2 separate regions of the Mus musculus genome follow, and region 1 is linked to region 2. The links are chromatin contacts, called in public HiChIP or PLAC-seq maps. All regions are on one chromosome and are shown on one strand. Each heading gives the region's core, a stretch centred on a gene start, on an enhancer-like site or on the middle of the called end of the contact. The rest is flanking DNA. Distances are from core to core; before and after follow the strand shown. Region 1 overlaps Dph5 (diphthamide biosynthesis 5). Region 2 has its middle 43 kb from the start of S1pr1.

Evidence for each region. HiChIP or PLAC-seq counts read pairs in DNA pulled down with a chosen protein or histone mark.
Region 1: a BATF HiChIP or PLAC-seq map of CD8 T cells shows a contact between it and region 2, with 5 read pairs. The contact joins two enhancer-like sites. A contact is called at or near these places in 2 of 115 datasets of contacts at active chromatin or transcription factors (CD8 T cells and bone marrow-derived macrophages) and 2 of 9 other capture datasets (adipose tissue and liver).

What each region holds. Positions count from the first base shown.
Region 1 is chr3:115,906,269-115,909,428 of GRCm38.p6, reverse strand. The region is part of intron 4 of Dph5 (diphthamide biosynthesis 5); the gene reads right to left. Among named protein-coding and RNA genes, the nearest start is that of Dph5, 20 kb to the right of the region's middle. Within about 2 kb of position 1,803, at least 10 of the 459 cell types and tissues checked have an H3K27ac peak or open chromatin away from gene starts, as enhancers often do. A contact at or near this core is called in CD8 T cells, where this site is marked.
Region 2 is chr3:115,756,741-115,760,064 of GRCm38.p6, reverse strand. No RefSeq gene overlaps it. Among named protein-coding and RNA genes, the nearest start is that of S1pr1, 43 kb to the right of the region's middle. Within about 2 kb of position 1,469, at least 74 of the 459 cell types and tissues checked have an H3K27ac peak or open chromatin away from gene starts, as enhancers often do. A contact at or near this core is called in CD8 T cells, where this site is marked.

The DNA.
Region 1 (3,160 bases), core at 554-3,053, 150 kb before region 2:
AAAAGAGAGCAAGAAGCAAGAGAGAGAGAAAAGCAAGAGAGAGAGAAAAGCAAGAGAGAGAGCGAGAGACAAGAGAGAGAGAGAACGAAACCCCGTCCCTCTTAAGGAGCATTCTCCTTCGCCTCGGACGTGTCACTCCTTGATTGGCTGCAGCCCATCGGCCGAGTTGACGTCACGGGGAAGGCAGAGCACAAGTAGTCATAAGATACCCTTGGCACATGCGCAGATTATTTGTTTACCACTTAGAACACAGGATGTCAGCGCCATCTTGTAACGGCGAATGTGGGGGCGGCTCCCAACATCACCCTAGTGGTTCACCTCATTTCCCTATCACTATAACCAAGAAGCTTGACTTTTTTTTTTTTTTTTCCTCTGTACTTCTTCTTTTTTTTTTTTCTTTCCATTTTTTATTAGGTATTTAGCTCATTTACATTTCCAATGCTATACCAAAAGTCCCCCATACCCACCCATCCCCACTCCCCTACCCGCCCACTCCCCCTTTTTGGCCCTGGCGTTCCCCTGTTCTGGGGCATATAAAGTTTGTGTGTCCAATGGGCCTCTCTTTCCAGTGATGGCCGACTAGGCCATCTTTTGATACATATGCAGCTAGAGTCAAGAGCTCCGGGGTACTGGTTAGTTCATAATGTTGATCCACCTATAGGGTTGCAGATCCCTTTAGCACCTTGGGTACTTTCTCTAGCTCCTCCATTGGGAGCCCTGTGATCCATCCATTAGCTGACTGTGGGCATCCACTTCTGTGTTTGCTAGGCCCCGGCATAGTCTCACAAGAGACAGCTACATCTGGGTCCTTTCGATAAAATCTTGCTAGTGTATGCAATGGTGTCAGCGTTTGGATGCTGATTATGGGGTGGATCCCTGGATAAGGCAGTCTCTACATGGTCCATCCTTTCATCTCAGCTCCAAACTTTGTCTCTGTAACTCCTTCCAAGGGTGTTTTGTTCCCACTTCTAAGGAGGGGCATAGTGTCCACACTTCAGTCTTCATTTTTCTTGAGTTTCATGTGTTTAGGAAATTGTATCTTATATCTTGGGTATCCTAGGTTTTGGGCTAATATCCACTTATCAGTGAGTACATATTGTGTGAGTTCCTTTGTGAATGTGTTACCTCACTCAGGATGATGCCCTCCAGGTCCATCCATTTGGCTAGGAGGACACATGCTCCACTATGTTCATAGCAGCCTTATTTATAATAGCCAGAAGCTGGAAAGAACCCAGATGCCCCTCAACAGAGGAATGGATACAGAAAATGTGGTACATCTACACAATGGAGTACTACTCAGCTATTAAAAAGAATGAATTTATGAAGCTTGACTTTTTAAACCACGACCTACACTAGCCCACTCAAGGACAGTGAAGCTTTAGAGGCTGGCTCTGTAACTCGCTAGCTGTGCAGGAACAGTGCCAATAGAACCCATCCCCAGCTATGGGATCAACTGACACATAACCATTATTCACATGGTGAAGTTACATATTAATATTATAATAGTGTTTATAGGGGCATTGTACAAAAGAGATCTGTTTTCCAAGACAATGTACAGGAAAGCACAATGCTGAAGTTAGAGAATGACTCAATTCTTCTAAACAGTTTAATAAGACTTATAAGAAATTACGAAAGCGCAGACATTGAAAATCTAGAAACATGTCACAGATTAGAAAGCATTTAACTTTCCTAAGCCTTGTGTTCTTCTGAGAAAACAGGAGTTGGGTCCCAAGTAGGCACTGGTGATGCCGTTTCCTGTACTATAGCTTCCTTCTCACCATGGTTTCAGAAGCTGTGGCTAGAGATGCCAGAAAGCAGACAGGAAGGAAGCGAGAAAAGGTGGGGCGCTCTGGGCATCCCTCCCTATGGCCCCGAGCAGCTCACAGTTCTCAGGCTCTGTATGCCGGGTCTTACAGTTCTGTATGCCGGGTCTTACAGTTCTCAGGCTCTGTATGCCGGGTCTTACAGTTCTCAGGCTCTGTATGCCGGGTCTTACAGTTCTCAGGCTCTGTATGCCGGGTCTTACAGTTCTGTATGCCGGGTCTTACAGTTCTCAGGCTCTGTATGCCGGGTCTTACAGTTCTGTATGCCGGGTCTTACAGTTCTCAGGCTCTGTATGCCGGGTCTCACAGTTCTCAGGCTCTGTATGCCGGGTCTCACAGTTCTCAGGCTCTGTATGCCGGGTCTTACAGTTCTCAGGCTCTGTATGCCGGGTCTTACAGTTCTGTATGCCGGGTCTTACAGTTCTCAGGCTCTGTATGCCGGGTCTCACAGTTCTCAGGCTCTGTATGCCGGGTCTCACAGTTCTCAGGCTCTGTATGCCGGGTCTTACAGTTCTCAGGCTCTGTATGCCGGGTCTTACAGTTCTCAGGCTCTGTATGCCGGGTCTTACAGTTCTGTATGCCGGGTCTTACAGTTCTCAGGCTCTGTATGCCGGGTCTTACAGTTCTGTATGCCGGGTCTTACAGTTCTCAGGCTCTGTATGCCGGGTCTCACAGTTCTCAGGCTCTGTATGCCGGGTCTCACAGTTCTCAGGCTCTGTATGCCGGGTCTTACAAGTTCTGTATGCCGGGTCTTACAGTTCTCAGGCTCTGTATGCCGGGTCTTACAAGTTCTGTATGCCGGGTCTTACAGTTCTCAGGCTCTGTATGCCGGGTCTTACAGTTCTCAGGCTCTGTATGCCGGGTCTTACAGTTCTGTATGCCGGGTCTCACAGTTCTCAGGCTCTGTATGCCGGGTCTCACAGTTCTCAGGCTCTGTATGCCGGGTCTTACAGTTCTCAGGCTCTGTATGCCGGGTCTTACAGTTCTGTATGCCGGGTCTTACAGTTCTCAGGCTCTGTATGCCGGGTCTTACAGTTCTGTATGCCGGGTCTTACAGTTCTGTATGCCGGGTCTCACAGTTCTCAGGCTCTGTATGCCGGGTCTTACAGTTCTCAGGCTCTGTATGCCGGGTCTTACAGTTCTCAGGCTCTGTATGCCGGGTCTTACAAGTTCTGTATGCCGGGTCTTACAGTTCTCAGGCTCTGTATGCCGGGTCTTACAGTTCTGTATGCCGGGTCTTACAGTTCTCAGGCTCTGTATGCCGGGTCTTACAAGTTCTGTATGCCGGGTCTTACAAGTTCTGTATGCCGGGTCTTACAAGTTCTGTATGCCGGGTC
Region 2 (3,324 bases), core at 220-2,719:
TGTTTTGGTTATTTTTCTACCACTGTGACTACGGCTTTGACAAAGCACTGTGACCAAAGCAATGTATAAGAGAGTTTATTGTGGCTTACAGTTCTGGAGGGTAAGTCCATGACCATCATGGTGAGCATAGCGGCAGGCAGGTAGGCGTGGTGCTGGAACAGTAGCTAAGAGCTTACATCCGATCACAGCATGAGTGGGAGAGAGACAGAGAGAGAGAGAGAGAGAGAGAGAGAGAGAGAGAGAGAGAGAGAGAGAGCTCACTAGAATGGTGTGGACTTTTGAAACCTCACTGTCTGCACAGTGTCCCACCTCCTCCAAAAAGGCCACACCCATCCTTCTCAACTGTTTCACCAACTGGGGGCCAACCACACACATATATAGCTTGTAGGAGGAGGGCAGTCTCATTTAAACAATTAGCATATGTTAATTATATAATAGTGGGCTTCATTGTGGCATCTTTGTGCTCATCTCTGCATAGAATATATTTTGATTATATTAACCCTTCATGATCCCCTTCTTCCCACCTAGTCCTTGCTTCTATTTTTTTTCTGTTTGTAGATGTGGTATGTGTAGGGGGAGGGGGCAGGGAAAAAACACAAATAAGTTTCATCTGGGACACTTGCAGAAGCATAGACACCTTACTAGTGGCTAAACCACTGAAGAAATGTCTCTCTCATTTACATGCCATTCACAGCGTATGAATACTCAGGGGGTGGGGCAGAGTCTCAAGAACCCTTCCTTGAGGTATAGAGCTGAGACTGACCTACTAGGCTGGTAGTTTTGGAACCTGAAGACTGCCTTGCCATCCCAGCGTCACAAACTCTGACACACACCAAAGCAAACTTCTGCTAAGAAACTCTGCTCTTCACAGTGGACTCTAAACTTGGTTCCCCATCTTTCAATCATCAATCAGACTATCAGATTGTGTTTGATGTCAGCAGGAGGCATTAGAGAAACGGGGTGAACGCTGCAGCAGGCATTACAACCTCCAACCTCGTGGAGTTATTTTTGTTAGGAAAAAGGTATACTGAGAAGTGTGAATGATGGAATATGGGGAGCTTGACCTGGTCCAGAGGCCAGCTCAGTTTAAATCTCTCGAGGGACCTGCTGCTGCCGGTACCCACTGGCGGCACTCTCAGACACTGGCTCAACTGCTCAGAAGCCTCATTACATTACACCTTTCTCCCCCACTTCCAGATCAAGGTCACACCCTTCCTCCCACAAGCAAGCCAAGGTCACACCCGTCCCTCACCCCCCACCTCTCAACCCCGGCAGCAGGACGCCCGCTGTGTGTTGTTTCAAGTTTCACAGCACCCTGAATGGTTGGCTTGCATTTCATTTGGCTTTCTCCCTCTTCTCAATCCTGAGTAGGCCCCCTCCTTTGCATGGGTGTTGACCCTAGCACCGCTCCCTGGTAAACATCTGGAAAGCCAAACTCTGCCTGAATCTGCTTCCTGGAGTGCTTTACAGCATGAAAACCCTCGATGAGTCAGATAGTGAAAGGTACTGAGTGGCTGAGGTAGACAGGGGCGGAGCTGAGAAGCAATGGGCAGACCACAGTGACGATAAGGTTCTATATTAAAGCATTGACCAGAGAAGGAAGCCTCCGTGTGTGGCTGTAGTGTGGATCGAATAGAGGGCCTGCCTTGAGATCTAAACCCCAAGCTTTTCCAAATGTATTTTTTCAGGGTAGCTGTAGTGTATATATGCCTGTCTGAAAACATTACTACAAACCCATTTTATACAATTAATATGTACTAACAAGTGATTCTCTTCTTCTAGATACTAATGATAAGAATTAAGATGCCCAACTTCTTATGTCTTCAGAACATTGCTTTTCATCCTTTCCTCCTTACCAACCGAAGCTGCTGAACCCACACCATGGCTTATGCAGCTACAGTCCTGCGAGATAACGTTCTAGAATTACGTAGCTCCAGCTTTTCAAGATATCCCGGGAGGGAGAGTTGTGAAAGTGACTTCTGTGATGATAAAAGGCAAACTGATGAGTGCTAGTGGAAAAGATTAAGATAAAGTCACTGGGCTCTTGACCTCTACACATCAAAAGATGGACTCACCCTCCCCCTCCCCCAGATACTGAACCCACCCCATGGCTTACACAGCTATAGTCCTGTTTCTTAGTTTTGATGTGTTACCTTAAGTCCAAGGTAGATGTGGGCGCAGTCATTATACTAGCACAGTGTATATGAAGAATTGTGAGGTAACCCATCAAGACGAGAGCTCTGTAAGGGTTTATTGAGTATAACCATCATTTTACAACCTGTACATATTCAAAATGTACATGTTGGTAAGTTTTAATGCATGCACACATCTTTGCGACCATCAGCAAGAGTCAAGATGACACGTATTTCCGACACCCCAGAGGATTTTCTGTGTCCCCCTTGTCACGCCTTTGTCTCTTGCTTCCCTTTTCTCTCCCGTGGCAAAGGCTTCACCCTCTCTGTGTCTCTCCAGACAGCTTTGCACTGCGTGGAATTTATAAGAGTGTAAGCACGCATTGTGTGCTATTCCACATCACCGTCTTCTTTCCAACGTAATACTTTTAAAAAACAGATGTCAAGTGTTTTGTTGTGTGATATTTTATGTTATCAAACATTACGCACGAGAAATCTTGCTTGTGTTACATGTTATATATTACTAATGCAAATAGTAAAAAGGTGTTCCCCTACTTTCAAACACGGGTTTATTTATTTGTGTGTGTGTGTGTGCGTGTGTTAGCTCACATGTATCATGTGCATGGAGAGGTCTGGAGAGGCCAGAAAGAGGGATTGGATCTGTTGAAACTGAAATGACAAGTAGGACTGCTCCATGGGTGCTATGACTTGGGTCCTCTATAAAAGTAGTATGAATGTTTAGCCATCTTTCCAGTTCCAACTCCTCAACTGTGATGGTTGGCCTATGCTTGGCCCTGGGAGTAGTATACTGTTAAGAGGTGTGGTCTTGTTGGAGTAGGTATGTCACTGTGGGCATCGGCTTTAAGACTCTCCTCCTAGCTGCTTGGAAGCCAGTATTCTCTTGTCAGGCTTTGGATGGAGATGTAGGACTCTCATCTCCTCCAGCCTCACATCTGCCTGGATGCTGCCAAGCTCCCCCTTTGATGATAATGGACTGGATATCCATTATCCATTATCCTTTATCATTGGGGACTGCAAGCCAGCCCCAATGAAATGTTATCTTTATAAGAGTTGCCTTGGCCATGGTGTCTTTTCACAGCAGTAAAACCTAAACTAAGATATCAATTTTTCAAGTATATATATTCATTGTATATTGGGCTAAATAAAACTTTGATTTTGCAACCAAATCAAC